2 separate regions of the Ovis aries genome follow, and region 2 is linked to region 1. The links are chromatin contacts, called in public Hi-C maps. All regions are on one chromosome and are shown on one strand. The core of a region is the stretch at or near the end of the contact, and the rest is flanking DNA. Distances in the headings are between cores, read along the strand shown. Region 1 overlaps LOC105612174 (a long non-coding RNA gene). Region 2 overlaps NFIA (nuclear factor I A).

Region 1 (4,583 bases), core at 1,815-4,314:
CTCCGTCCCTGCGCCCGCCCTCGCCCCCGCCCCGCCCCCGCCCCCTTCCAGGACCGGAGCGGGGGATCCTCGACCTGTCTTTCCGGTCGGTGAGGACGGAGAGTAGAGCTGAAGGGATTTATTCTCAAATTCCCCCAATACCTCTGCAACAGGGGAAGTCCACGGGCCACTGGGGACCGTGATCAGTGAGGTCCTCGCGGGCACTCGGTGGAGGTCTCCGAAAACTATGCGAGGCCAGGCGCCGGCGGCTTCTGGTGCCAAGTTGCTGCGGCGGCGCGGAGGAATGAAATTCGCCAAGGTTCCCACCTTTGCCTCCGGAAAAATTTTAAAGCATTAGTCCCTATATATCTTATATATGTACAGGGACCTTCGGTTTCCTTTCGGCACCTTACAGCGCCTCTTTAGAGGGAGTGTGTCCATGATGGAGAGAGTGGGAGTCCCCACGGGCGAAAAGGAGGAAGGCAAACAGGTGTTATGAAAGGCAGCACACCCTCTTCTATTGAGTGATTTATTTAGGAGATTGTGTTAATCAGATTGACAAAGTGGAGTCGAGCACGCACTAGCTAGCGCTCGGAACACAACTTTTCTTCCTGCGTTTTCAGCAAGACCTCGTCTGGCTAACGAACTGAACCCGGCGCGTTCAGCCCTCTCAACTTGGAGTTGAACTTCACCCTCGGCGCCACAGGTCTGCCAGCCCTGGATGGGACGGTCTCTTCCCGGCTCCTGGTAGAACAGTTAGTGCACCTGGGGCTTCAGGTGCCACAGGAAGAAAGAAGTGGGACCTTACTTTCCAACATGCAGTGACCGACGCCTGCCAGCTTCCACCTTGTTCTGGAAACACCTAATCTCCACTTCCTCTATAAAGCTTAACTACAGCTCGCCTCCAATCCCAAAATGCAAACACTATCGGGATTGCTCCCTTAAGCATTCCTTGCCTGTGACCCTTCCTAAAGCCTGGTTCAAGTCTGCACTCTAGGGGGTCATTAAGAGAGGAGAAAAAGTCAGAATGTTGCTTTTCCCCTTTAAAGTAATAATGACAAGGAGGGAGCCAGAGATTTGCAATTGTTTTGACCCCATAATTCAATGACAGAGACTAGGCCTGAGGTAACAACTTGTGTAGGAAAAAAAGTTTCACAACAGAACAGGCAGGAACTGATTCTTGCAAACTTCTACCCAAAGAAAATCTTGGCTTCCTACCACCCGGACAGTCAAGACACTCATTAATAAAGATCCACTCAACATACAGACCCAATATTACACATTTGCATTGACCTGGTCAAGTGGAGGATTCTCCAACTTCACGTCTATTGAATGTATGGGAATGGAGTTTGGTGGAGAATGTTTTGGTTTATTCCTAATAAAGACTCATGTGCCCCCTGCTTTAAGCTGACATCATAAAAGCCTGATAAAGTGCTTAGAGGCCTTAGTTGAAATTCAGGAGCAGTTCAAAGATCCCTCTATTATATCTGCCCTTGCTTTCCCTGTATTTACTCTGGAGTAATAATAACCTCTAACATTTATTGAGCTGTTGGTTACATGTGCCATGCTCTGTTCCCAGTACTTTAATATGATAACTCATTTATCCTGACAACAGCGCTATGAATTAGTTGCTATTAAAATCCCCATTTTATAATGTGGGAAACTGAGGCACAACTAAGCAATTTGGCTATGATTACTCAGCTGGTGCATGTGAAAATTAGTTAGTGGTCTGGCCCTAGCCACCACACTTCTGACCACTCAAGACACAGACAAGAGGAATGTCAAAGAGTGGTCTCTGCCTGCGACCCTGCTTGGCGTTGTTTTCCAAAAAAGTAGACAGAGTAATTAATCTCCTTAAGTCAGTCAATCTTGATAGCCAATATGGCACAGAAGAACTCTTAGACCTACTAAAAAACATACTTTCTCTAAATTATCCAAGTAATTTAATGCATTTCACAGACAGATTGTAAACAAGAATGTTGAAAATTGTTCCAATCCCCAAATTATATTGGCTGATCCTTGAAAATAGTCTCTACCCCAAAAAATATAATTACAAGATTACAATGTCATTCTCAAAGAGCATTCATTATATACTATCTATACTTCAGAACTGGGACAATAGCAACTCTTAATATAGACACAATCTTTATTGTTAAGAACTCAGGCATACTGGACTCATCACTTTCATCACCACCAGTTTAAATAGATGCCACCTGAAGAATGTGACCTCTTTTTCTCTCTACATTAAAACTTCTTCCTCGTACCCCATCATTATTTCCTCCTAGCTAAAATCATGTTAGTGCAGAAAAAAAAATCTTAGAAAGCATATCATTTACCCTCTGCGATTTTACAGATGAGAAAAGCGGGCCATAGCAAAAGAGACCTGCTCAAGTTCACAGACCATGGCAATGTCTGGAACCCAGGACTTCACTCCCAGTTCACTCCTTCTCCCAACCCGAACTCATCTTGAGAGTTTATAAAGGTATTTTCACTGACAGCATACTTTAAAATAAATAAGTTTTACCAACTCTTTTTGACCCACGATATATAAAGAAGGGGCTGTCTTACGCCTTTCTTCCTTTCAGATGTGTTCCTGGAATCTCTTCACCAGATGTTTACCCAAGAAATTACAGTCGCAGAGTCTTCAACATGTGCGTGCATTTTGAAAGCAGCATTTAAGATCTGAACTCAATTTATGATTTTCTTTTCCTTATTAAAAAAATAAAAGGGTGGGGGCACGTAAGTTTTGCCTGCAAGTGAGTCTTTACCGAGTCTGCGTTAACGTCACTCACTTTCACTCTGCGACGTGCTAGTCTCACAGTCTAGTTTTGTTCAGACTTTATTTTGCTCCAAGCTCCCTTACAAGCCACTTGTCCACGCTGCAAAAGGTGGGGGTAGTGGTTGGGGTGAGGGGCTCTTTGGCTCTTTTTTTCCCCCCGGTTCCTATATGTGATGCAATTTGGAATCATTTCACTTGGCCCTCCGCGCGCGCACAGACGCGCGCGCACACACACGCACACACGTGTACCATGCATGTGTGGGCCCCTACAGAACGGTGTAGACGCGCGTTTGTGATTTAAAGTGGCAGGACCAAGAGCTGGACTGAAGTCGTGAATTATTTTGCGTGATCAATCAGCCCGATCGTCTGCACACTGTACTGGTATTATTCACCCGAGTGCTCGGCGGTTACGGCGGACGTGCACTGCGGCAAAAACGTCTTCAGAGCCGCTAATTTTGTGGCCACTGCGGCGGCGGCGGCGGCAGCGGCGGCGGCGGCGGCGGCGGCTTGGGGGCGCGAGCACGGATTGATTTTTCAAGATCACGTCTCCTGCAGTGAGGGTCGCCAAATCGAATCGAGTTGAAGCCTCACTGGATGCATGCGGATTAGGTTTTGTACCTGAGATTGTTAAAATCCATTAAAAAAAAAATTCCTTTAGAAAGACGAGCAGAGCCGTTAGTGCAGGAAAGGAGATATACCTTTTCTGTTTTATTTTCCTTTTACGTTTAGGGGGGAAAAAATGAAAATGGCTACCACCGCTTCTTGAGCACAGAGGAGGCCAGACCTTTGCAGACTGGGAGATGATGCTCGAAATCCTCTTTCTTCCTTCCATCCCTCCCTCCCTCGCCCTCATCCTCTGCTCTGAGACAGCCTAGGGAGAAAAATGGTCATATGCACTTGCGTGGGTCATTTGTCCTCACTCTCGCTCTTTTCTTAGGACAAGTAGTTACCTTTTTTTGTTTTTTCTTTTGACAAACTGATCCTTTTTATCTGGTTTCAAATTTTTAATAAAACGCGTCCGGAACATGTTTGATTTGTCTTCTGCTTAGACACCCAGCCTTGCAATGGTTGCACAGCGGCAGGGTGGGGGTGGGGGCAATCTCCGACCGGATCTGTAGAGCTCACCTGGGCTGCAGACACTGCCCAGTGGTTACCCAGACTTTTGCGGAGGGGGAAGGTGGGTGGGAAGGCTAATTAATAAACTAGTTACCAGATGTGTATTGATGCCTGCGAGTTTTTGAAAAGCACATCCAGAATTTCACGTGCTCGTGATTGTATTGCTCTTCCGAGCATATGGATCACTCCAGACCAATTATTTACATTTAAAATGTGGGGTTCGAAAGACTTGAGAGACGGTTTGGTGTCCCACTTTGTTTGCAGGATAAAACCTGAGGATCTCTCCAGAGGGTGGGAAACCTTTTCCCTTCCTGAAGGTGGCATGGACCTATTTATCCCGGATTTTTACTTCTCCCCGAAGCAGCAAAGCAGGTCGTATTTGCCAAACTGGGAAAATAACTGCGGTGTCGATGTGTAATGACACAATGTTGCATAATAATAACTTAAGCAACTGTGCTTTTGTTTACCGTGATGTAACTTTCCCAAAGTTTGTTTGTAGCTTTAAAGGGTTTAAGTGCCGAGCAGAATGCCTGTGAGCAGCTGCCATGAAGAAAGTGAGCGTGATTCAGCCCTCCGGTTTGGGATCTGCAGTTCCCATCTTTAGCTGCAATCCCAACTTGTAGGTCCCGGGAGCAGGGTGGAAGGCAGAGGCAAAGCAGAAGACTTGGCTTTACCTGATAAAGTCTGCCTGAATTGTCCACGACTTGGA
Region 2 (4,306 bases), core at 167-2,666, 290 kb after region 1:
ATCCTTCTCACTTGCACACACCTGTTAGAATCAGAGGCTCCTGCTGCTGTCTCTCAGCAATTTCCCTCTTTCTTTACCCCCTCCGTGTGTGTGTGTGTGTGTGTGTGTGTGTGTGTGTGTGTGTTTATGTATGTGTTAGTTGCTCAATCGTGTCTGACTCTTTGCAACCCCACGGACTGTAGCCCACCAGGCTCCTCTGTCCATGGGATTCTCCAGGCAAGAATACTGGAGCTGGTAGCCATTTCCCTCTCCAGGGGATCTTGCCAACCAAAGGATCAAACCCAGGTCTCCTGCATTGCAGGCAGATCCTATACCATCTGAGCTACAAGGGAAGCCTGTCTGCTATGTACCTAACTTTTAATTTTTTACATCATCCGGAGTCCGTGAAAAGCAAAAAAGGATAGTTCTGTTTTTCTTAGCAGCAAAGCAAGTCTGTAGTATAAAAGTAAATATACATTCATTCTTTCCCTACCTTTTTCCTCCCTGTGCTCGGACCATCTGAAAGTAGTTCTGGTTATTTATTACTTTGTTCTGGGGGAGAGAGGGTGGAATACAGACCACTAGACACGTTGCCAGAGAGAAGGGAGAAGTCTTCTCTGCTCTGGGGGAGGGGGTTTACAAGTGCTAACAATGAGGTTCAGAATCACTGAAGTTGTTTTAGCATAATACTGTGAGGAAAGAGACAGGAACCATCTGTTGAAATGGCTCTGACATGATGCTGCATTTTCAAACAAAGCCTTCTAGAAGCATTTTCAGATGGGTCTGTCTCCCATGAAGTTGCTACAAAGAGAGCCCACTCCACTGGCGGCTGAATGATGCCACTTAGATAGCGCTCTCTGTCAGCACCCTCTCTTGTTTATTTGGCACCAATGTTTTCCTCAGAGTGAGTGCTTTGAGGCTGTCAGATATTCTTCCTGGTATGAACCCAGAAAATCCTCCTTAAAAAAAAAAATCCACTCCTTCTGCCCATTTCCTTCTAAAGTGCTGACTCTCTTACTTGAAGTTGGTGGAGTGACTCTGAAACCTTAAATACTTCACTGGGAAAAGAGGAAAACCACAAATACACACAGGCCATTGTGACTCTGGCCTGACGGGTTCTAATTTTCTAGCCGTGGTTTGTACACCCGAGCCGGCTGTAAGGGTTAAGTAAACTTCGTGGCTGGGGATGACTTCATGGCCCTGGAATTTTGAAAAGCCAGGGTTCTCAGTACACTGTGGCCAGCCTTAGAATCTTTGGGTGTGAAAACCACTCTCAGTTACCCAGACTGATTTGGGGTTCCCATTGCACTGCTGCAGAATCTATTAAAATCCAGCAGCTGAACCGTCCTGGCTCTGCCACAAAGCCAGGCTGCTGGGTGGCTACAGAATTCCCGAGGTGTTTGTCAATGGAGAGCAGGAGTGAATGGAGGAAGGCGTCTGCTCAGCCTGGCATGAGGTGGCACCCTAGTGGCTGTTTGCTGCTTTAGAAATGCGCACTCTTCTGTATTCTCACACGGGAATCGTTGCTAAGATCCAACTTGCAGTTCATTCGTAAAATTCTTTTTGAAGTCTCTAGGTCCTTTGTGCGTCTCTGGGGAACCCACATCCACACCCTTGGTTTTCTGGCCAGCAATTTAGTAGGAACTCTTTTGGTAACAGTCTAACCTGCCACGATGGAGCTACTACAACAGAATTAACTTGCCTCCAAGGTACAACGAGGAAATGAATCTCTTTGACAGGGTCAAGCCCAAACTTGAAAAATTACAAAATGTTCTTGCAAAGAAAGACTCATGAAGAAATTCGTATAGGATAAGAGATTCCGAATGTCCTTGTCCTCCGGGGGTGCCATTTTAAATATTTGCTGGATTTTAGGTCTTCATTAAAGTGGAGTAGATATGAAACTTTCTTTTCTGAACAAGTAGCCTGTTGGTTCGCCTTTGATCAGGGCATGGAAATTATTTTTAAACCTAAGGTTATATTCTTACGCAAGTTCTTCTTTTGAAAGAAACCATTTGGGCTTGAGCATTAAGGGAAGAACCAGAAAGATTATAATAAAAAATAGACTGCAGCCCTAGCGTGAACAGTGGCTGTGACCTTGCCTCTTGTTTGCCATTACACAATTCAATGGCAGTCCACTCAAACTATGCTCTCGATCAATATCCTATTAAAGCAGCACAAAAAGTCTCCATAAACTTAGTGGTTAGCTATGTTTATAAATGGAACTCGGCATAATTAGATGGTCAATAGCAGGCTCTACTAGTAATTTTAAAATGAATCTCACACATTTTCTATCTGTAGAAGTCAATGGCACCTCTTCCAGAGTGAGGGTATCATGTGCAGCACACAAAAAAGCAGCAGTTCCTTTAAAAAAAAATCAAAATGCCCATCTCCAAAGTGTAGTTTTTCAAGAAAATCTGTGCATTATGAAACAGAGAATGCTGATTGGCCCTGTATCTGTTTTTCACTTTGCCTGTCAAAGCTACCTTATTCTGAATGTATTATGACATTGCAAATGTTTTATTTTCTAGTTTTAATCAGCCCCTCATAGAGAGATAAAGTAATAAATATTGCCATACTCTTAGGAAGAAAAAAAAAATACCAGTCTTACTGGCTTAATTTAGTGGGTTTCCTCTACTATAATTCAATAAATTTTCAAAATAAATACTGAAATTGAGTTAGTTCAGAAGGATGTTTTATAGTATAAATTTTTTCTTTTCATTTTCTTGACATATTTGGGGTGAATATGTGGACAGTAAGGCTGGCAACAAATGGAATGAACTGGCAGTAATAGAAATTTTCATCAAACTACTCATTCTTCTGAATCCTGGCTCACACTATGTGTGGCCAAACATGATTTTTTTTTCCCTGTCCTACTCTCCTCACCCACTTGTGAAAGAGCCAAAGAAAGTAAAAAAGTGCTCCCACCCTTACCTGCAAATTGAAATGTGCATATACCGTGTGTTGTTGTGCCCTCTGGCAGTGGTGTTATGATCACCATCTCAGCTGAAATTAGAGCTAGGATAAGAACAAGCTCATGACATCCATAGACCCATCAGTCAATGCTATGCACGAAGGGTGTGTTACACACACACCCCTACAGTCTTCCTGGTTGAAGCAGTGAGTTCTTATGGCAAGATTTAGACAGCCTCTCATTTTCTTTTCTTAGCTGAATCTTCTGCTAAATTTGCCAGACTGTGAATATTCTTATTATAAAGATTTGACTCAGGAAAAAGCAAAACACTTAACACCTTGATGTACACACTATTTTGTTATGATCTCTTCTCATCTGTTCCTCTATTTATCATCTTTTCTAGGTAATTCTTTCTTTGGATGATATATTACATAAAATCATATACAAGATGGCAGCATGGTATTATAAAATAGTTACAGAGATAATAGGTAACCTGGCTCTGTGAGGTGACTTTGGGCAACATGTAACCCTTCTCAACTGTGTTCTCCTCATAGCTAACCATCATTTATTCAATCAGCAAAGATTTATTAAGTACCGGTTGTGTGCTGGGCCTGTGTCTGAGTAATGGAAATAGAAACCCCCTTCAGGAGTGTTTCAGGGATGAAGTGGAAAACGTCAAGCATCCAGCACATAGCAGATGCTCGGCAATGGAACTACTGTGATTAGTATTGAACAGGGATTCTGTCTCTGATCTTTCACTCAGAGTTGATCTTTGAGCCGACCGTACTATCAGCAAATTTATTTAAAATATGTGTGTGTGTATGTGCTGAGTGTGTGTGTGTGTGTGTATAAATTAACAGGGGCTGGTTATAGAATTCATGTTCTAAAAATCAATTTATTACAAGGACCATTCTAGTGACCCCTTCAGAGTTAGTAATTCTGATAGAATAAGAGCATTCCAATACTAGATCTAATTCGTCTACTTTAGGAATCCCCAAAATTTTTATTCCTCAAGCTTTCAGCCAAAGCCTATGTTTCTATGTTACCCTGGAAATTTCTCTTCCAGGGCTTTGAATGGATAGCAAGATATTTAAAAATCCTCAGTCTAAACACTGACATGTTAACAGTTTTTTAAGTGGCCAGCCATACTGTGGGTTTTTTCAGGTTTAAAAAGTATTTGGTTTTATAGTATTTGAAAATTTCACTCTCTTTTTCATTATGGACATAAAAATCCCAGCATGTTGGAGGTAATTTCTGCCAATGTAGTTTTTAGTAAGTCTTTATTTATGCACTCATAAGCCTCGATTTTTACAGAGCAGATATTTATATTCAATAGGTAACATTTAGGGAACTAAAAGACATTTTGGGGATTTCCAAAAGCCTGACAGAATTCTTACATTACCCCACAATAAGACT

Evidence for each region. A called contact is a pair of places that touch in the nucleus more often than the background predicts.
Region 2: a contact with region 1 is called in a Hi-C map of hypothalamus, with 6 times the contacts expected there. The contact joins two enhancer-like sites. A contact is called at or near these places in 7 of 16 Hi-C or Micro-C datasets (hypothalamus, liver, mesenteric adipose tissue and 4 more).

Annotation. Positions count from the first base shown.
Region 1 is chr1:36,295,422-36,300,004 of ARS-UI_Ramb_v3.0, forward strand. LOC105612174 (a long non-coding RNA gene) reads right to left here. Exons shown (of 6, transcript XR_009599378.1): 4 at 142-4,583. Among named protein-coding and RNA genes, the nearest start is that of NFIA, 21 kb to the right of the region's middle. Within about 2 kb of position 3,065, at least 23 of the 54 cell types and tissues checked have an H3K27ac peak or open chromatin away from gene starts, as enhancers often do. A contact at or near this core is called in hypothalamus, where this site is marked.
Region 2 is chr1:36,582,390-36,586,695 of ARS-UI_Ramb_v3.0, forward strand. All of the region lies in intron 4 of NFIA (nuclear factor I A), which reads left to right. Among named protein-coding and RNA genes, the nearest start is that of NFIA, 270 kb to the left of the region's middle. Within about 2 kb of position 1,417, at least 33 of the 54 cell types and tissues checked have an H3K27ac peak or open chromatin away from gene starts, as enhancers often do. A contact at or near this core is called in hypothalamus, where this site is marked.